Regions from separate parts of the Mus musculus genome. Here region 2 is linked to region 1. A link is a contact called in public HiCAR-type data. All regions are on one chromosome and are shown on one strand. The core of a region is the stretch at or near the end of the contact, and the rest is flanking DNA. Distances in the headings are between cores, read along the strand shown. Region 1 holds the start of Lin54 (lin-54 homolog (C. elegans)). Region 2 holds the start of Ptpn13 (protein tyrosine phosphatase, non-receptor type 13).

Evidence for each region. HiCAR-type assays count read pairs that join an accessible place to other places.
Region 2: a contact with region 1 is called in a HiCAR-type map of astrocytes, with 4 times the contacts expected there. The contact joins the promoter of Ptpn13 here to the promoter of Lin54 in region 1. A contact is called at or near these places in 1 of 39 promoter capture datasets (cranial neural crest) and 1 of 115 datasets of contacts at active chromatin or transcription factors (astrocytes).

Annotation. Positions count from the first base shown.
Region 1 is chr5:100,499,212-100,501,911 of GRCm38.p6, forward strand. Lin54 (lin-54 homolog (C. elegans)) reads right to left here and starts at 1,428. Exons shown (of 13, transcript NM_172714.4): 1 at 1,290-1,428.
Region 2 is chr5:103,423,762-103,426,461 of GRCm38.p6, forward strand. It overlaps Ptpn13 (protein tyrosine phosphatase, non-receptor type 13), which reads left to right and starts at 1,431. Exons shown (of 48, transcript NM_011204.2): 1 at 1,431-1,775.

The sequences.
Region 1 (2,700 bases), core at 178-2,677:
CATGAACAACATTATGTCAATTTGTCGTTGGTTTAAGATACTCAGGTACTACTAAATTTAAATTACTGATTCAACTCTATTATCATTCATAACCATCAACTTCTAACATATAGAAAATCCAGCTCTTCGCTAGAACCCTTTGCCAACTGACTTTAGGATCTAAGTTTCCAAATTAAAAACCATCTGCTGCTGATAACACTTGTTCAATGCAGAGGGGGGAAAAAAACAGCTTGCTTTAGAACAAGATTCCGGAACAACCTATCCATCTCCCACCCCCTTCCAGTTCCTCTCATGGTGTAGTCTAATAAGCACCCAAGAGGGAATAGAAGTAATTAATCATGTAAGGAATTAAGAACATATAAGCTGCAAGGCTTAATAGGACCAGCATCCTCCAAAAGTTAGCTGTTTGACTTCAGAAAGCCTTACTAATTGCCAGTTCAAAAGCTTTATTCTTTATCATTCAGTCATACTATAAGCTCTTAAAGACCTAACAGAAACCAGCAAGCTGAATCTCAGGGTTGTGGACAAGGCTAATCTACTGTCTTAAGTTTCCCTAAGAATAAGGAAGAAGCAGAAGCCATTTCATTTCCCTACCTTGTTTGAATGACACCTCCATATAAAAGTCAGCAGGCTCAGGCTTAGTCAAGGGCTGTCTCCCACCCACTCCCGGCGCGTTTCTACCGAGAGCCCGCTAGAGGCTGAGCGTGGAAGGGGTTCCCAGTTTCTCCATCTTTCAACTTTATTCCCCACCAACAGCCGGGTCCACCGGCACTCGGATGGTTGTTTACCGTTGCTTGACCAGGCTGAGTCCCAGCCCGCTCCCTTCCCCCGTGCACCGCGGGGACACTATGACATTTGGCTGGTGGGCTTCGCGAGGGAAACGGACACACACCCAGAAGAGTCCATACAAAGGGGCGTAGGAAGAACGCGGCGCCGGGCAGCAGCGAAAGGAGGCGCTGGTACGAAATGACACAGCAGCAAAACAGGTTCCCAGAAGCCCGGGGCCGGCAGCCGCTTCCCGGGCCGCGCCGAGAGCCTGTCAACAGCCGCCCAGCCCTTCCTCCCGAGCGCGGGGCGGGCGGCGCCGGCCCGCCGACTGACAGCCGCGCTCTCCGGCGCCCGCCGCTCGCGCCGCGCCCCGACAACCCTCGGTCCGCCGCGGCCCACCGGCCCACCGCCCGGCTGCCCGGAGCCGCCGCCGCGCTCTCCGCCCGCGCGCCGCTCGCCCCGAGCGCGGGCCCGGCGCCGGTCCCCGCCGCTCAGCCCGGGTCTCCGGAGCTGACACTCACCCGAGCCGGCGGCGCCGCCTCCTTCTCGCGCCGCGCTCCCCGGGCTCCCAGCAGCCGCGGCGGCGGCGCCTCCGAAACACAGACCCGGGTTTGTTCAAAATCACGCCCAGCGCCATTCCACCGCCGCATCCCATAATACGCCGGGCCGCCCCGCCCCGCCCGCGCGCCGCCCCGCCCCCGCCGGCGGCCCGAGCCCCGCCCCTTCCGCGCCCCTGCTCCGCCCCCTGGCAACCCGAGTCGCGTCTTTGCGCAGGGCTGGGGGAGCGCTCTGGGGTTCCACGTGACTGCTCCTGGGGCCTCCGTCAAAGGGAAGGCGGGGAACTCCAAGTGGGTTCGTGCTTCTGGCTTTGTGACTAAACCTCGGTCAGTGCGGTTTCCAGCGCGCCCCCGCTTGGTGATGCGCCTGAGTGAAGAGAGAGTCCGCATCCTTTCTCAAATGTTAATAAATCTGTTGGGGTTTAGACGTGAACGTTGCAAGGGGCTCCTAAAAGCTCCTGAGAGAGCACGCAGAGTTACCTTGAAAGGGAGTTTTTGATAATTTGTCTTGCAACACACCTTATACTGATACATATGGATTCTTTGCATTCAGTCATCTCATTTCCTGGGATATTTATAAATCCAAGAAATAAAAAATATATATTAAATTTTAAAAAGGCCTTACAACGTGAAACTACCTGGGGAACCACACGAAGGAGGCGGGAGATAAGTTAAAGGTATCGCTTTCCAACCAAGTATTCCTGGGGGTACTGTGGGGGCATCACTAGAAGAAAAAAGGCAGAGAGACTGAGGCCCCAAATTTAGATAACCCCCACCTCCACACCTCACCTTGGTAGAAAAATTCTGAGTTCCTTCCACCAAGCTGACACAGTTCTGATACCACTACTACAAAACAGGACCTAAGGAATAAGGGCAACATTTCCGGGTTTACTGTGGATTTTTTACAACGACTAAAATGACTAGTACAATCTTATCAGTGTCAGCAATCTGGTCAAAACAACTCACACCATGACATAGCGTTTAATGTATGTGGAGAATGACAGTTTTACATTAGTGAATATAAGAACTGTGGTATCCAGTGATGCATTATATAACACTCAACAACTGTGCTGAATATTATAATTCTTAGAAGGAACTGGACAGATGTCTCCGTGCTTAGGACCATGGTTAGGACCCGGTACCGTTCCTATAAAGGACCTAAGTTCAGCTCCCAGCACCCACACCAGGTGACTTACAAGGCCTGTAACTCCAGTTTCAGGGAATCCAACATCCTCTTCACGACTCTGAGGGCACAAACAAATACACAGATATGCATGAAAATAAAATCTTAAAAATAAATACAATTCATATAAAATCAAGAATAAAATAAAGCTTTTAGCTGGGCAGGGTGGCCCACCTCCATATTCTAGCTTTT
Region 2 (2,700 bases), core at 181-2,680, 2.9 Mb after region 1:
GCTGCTCTCTAGTTTTCTGTGGTGGTTCCCCTTAGCTGCTCTCCCTCAATTTAGCTCCGTTCTTAAAGTCCAGATTAAGTTCCCCTCCTCCATTGGTATGCCTTTGCTGCTGTACTGGCTAAACCTTTTGGTCCCAGGTTTCAGATTGTTCCTGGAGGGCTAGCTTTCTCCCTCAGGCTCCATGTTTGACTCCTTGAGGACAGGGATTTGGGTTTCTGCTCTCGTTTTCCATGGAGTTAGAGAGATGCCATTCAGTGCGTACGTGCAAGGCATATTTGAAGACATCCATCACAGCTATTCATTTAGTAAATGAGATAATGAAAACTCAAATAGTAGCCAAAGGTAAATCATTAATTAATTCCCTCATTCATCACACCTGTACCAAAGCCTCAGGGGCTGGGGAACCTGGGATTGCAGCTTGCCCGGAGAAGCCAGACGAGCCTCTTCTCTCCATTTTGAGGAGATCCTTAAAGTAAATAAAGGTCCATATAGGATCTCAGACAAAATTAACCCTGTATGTGTTACTGAATGTATTAGTAACCTTATATAGCACCAAAGAGAACGATAGCAAAAAACCCTTTAAAACCCACATTACAAGATGCTATTCTGCTCGTGAATTCTGCAAGGTTTCCTTGCAAATAATTGAACTTAGAATGTTTTAGTTTGCAGGAAAGAAATCGCTACGAGGATACACCTTCGCCAAGCTGTTGTGTGTTTAAAGAAATGGTTTATCAATTAGGTGGTTTTACCGTAAAACTTTTAACGCTGGGGTTGCCAAGTTCACAAAATATCAGGGCAAAAATCTTGTTTCTCACGAAAACGCGAGTATTTGAGTTTTCCGGGGGGATCTTTGAGGCTGTGCTGTCGCAGCACACCTTTGAAAGTCTCTTCACAGCTGTGGGAACCCGGCGGAGCCGATTCACTGCCCACACCATTTCTCGGTTGCTGTGTAGCTGGGGGAGCTGGCAGGGCGACGTTCCCTCTCTCTCCACCTTCTTTCATTGCCTGGGTCGCCCGGAGAGAATCTGGGAGCAAGGCTGCGAGGAGGGGGAGGGGCCGGCAGCTTCGCGTCTGTCACTCTTCCTCGCGCGTTTCGGAAAGTTCTGGGTCTGAAGTTGGGGGAGCCCAAGAGGCTTCATCCCCAAGTCTGCACAGTGGAGAGTGCACACAGCAGAACCCTGCCCTGGCGCCCTCGACCCCAGCGCGGGGCCAAAAGAAGAGTGAGGAGCCCGACCCAAGGCACCGGTTGTCATGGCAACCGGGGCGCAGGTCTCCCCAGAGACTCGGTCCCAAGGGAGGAGGCGGGGTGGGGCTCCTGGCGGACCAATGGGGAGAAGCGGAGTGCAGGGTCCCGGACCTGCGGTCCTGTCCGCGCGCGGGCGGGGTTGACTGACAGGGCAAGGGGCGGGGCCGATGCGTCGGGCCGAGGAGGAGCTGCGCGCCGTGAGGAGCTGGGCCGGGCGCGCCGCGGCGAGGGTGACACACCATGGTCACAGTTCTCCGAGGTCTCCGCGCCGCTGCCGAGCAGCGCTCCCCGGCTCTCCCGTCCGCCTCAGCCTCCTGGACAGCGCCGCGCGCGGGCGGCCGTCGTTGAGGCGCTGCGAAGTCGCGGCGGGCGGGCGGGAGCTCGGCGGGGGTCGCCGCCCGGCGATGCTGCTTCTGTCGCCGCCGACCCTCTCTGCGCACGCCCGAAGCAGCTCGGGGAAGAAGAGGCGGCGGCTCTCGGTGCCCGCGCGCTGCGCTCCGGTCGCCGCACCGGGGCTCCCCACGCGCCGGTAAGAAGCACGCGTGGCCGGACCCGGGGGGTGGGATGTGCGGGCCTCTGGGACGTCTCTTCGGCTCCCCTCGGTTCGGATGGTGGCATCCCTGGTGCGCCGAGGGCGGGGAGCGCGAGCTGCTTGCAGTTTAATCCTGGCTGAGACCCCCGAGTGGGAGGGAGCGACGGGCTGTGGGCCACAGCGAGTGACGCTGCCCCGTGGAGCTGGTGCGGACAGCCTTGCGCCGAGCGCGCGGTGGGAAGGGCTCCCGGAGTCTGTTTCTAATTTCTGTAAATGATTGTGGACATGGTGTGGTTAGAAGCCGCCCAGAAGAATGTGTCTGTGTAAGGGCTCCGAGAAGGGGGTAGGGACGGGGACAGGCTCTAGTAAAGTTTGCTTCTCTCTGCTGCAGGCCAGCCTTTCTTTTCTCCACTTTGCTCGATAACGTGAGCGCCGAGAGCTGCAAAGTTAAAAGTTAAGCCAAAGTCAAGGAACTTTGGAAATTTAATTTCCTTCTGTTGTGTATTGGAGAAGCGAGGATGGGGAGACATGGGAGCGAGTCACAGAGTGCAGGTTTCTTTCCCTGTGTAAGATCGACACCTCCCCGTATTTGCGACTAATCTTTTAGACAACCTTCTGTCATTTTCGCTTAATTGCATCTTTGAAATAACAAACGCGGTGACTTCATAGGTAGCTGCCTGGAGCTGAGTTTACCTTTCCGAAAATGGGGCAATCGGGTTTGTTTTCTAGGCGGGACATACAGAAAATGTGGGACACCTGATATGTGGGTTGAAGGACGCTGCTAACTAATTAGGAAGATTTAAAAAGGTCTGTCTAGAGAGCTTATTAAAGGACGGGAAGAAAAAAAGTACCTGTATTATGAAACAGGCGTTGGTATTTTCCCAAGTTCTTGAACCGGGTTGGCAGGGTCGGGGTCAAAACC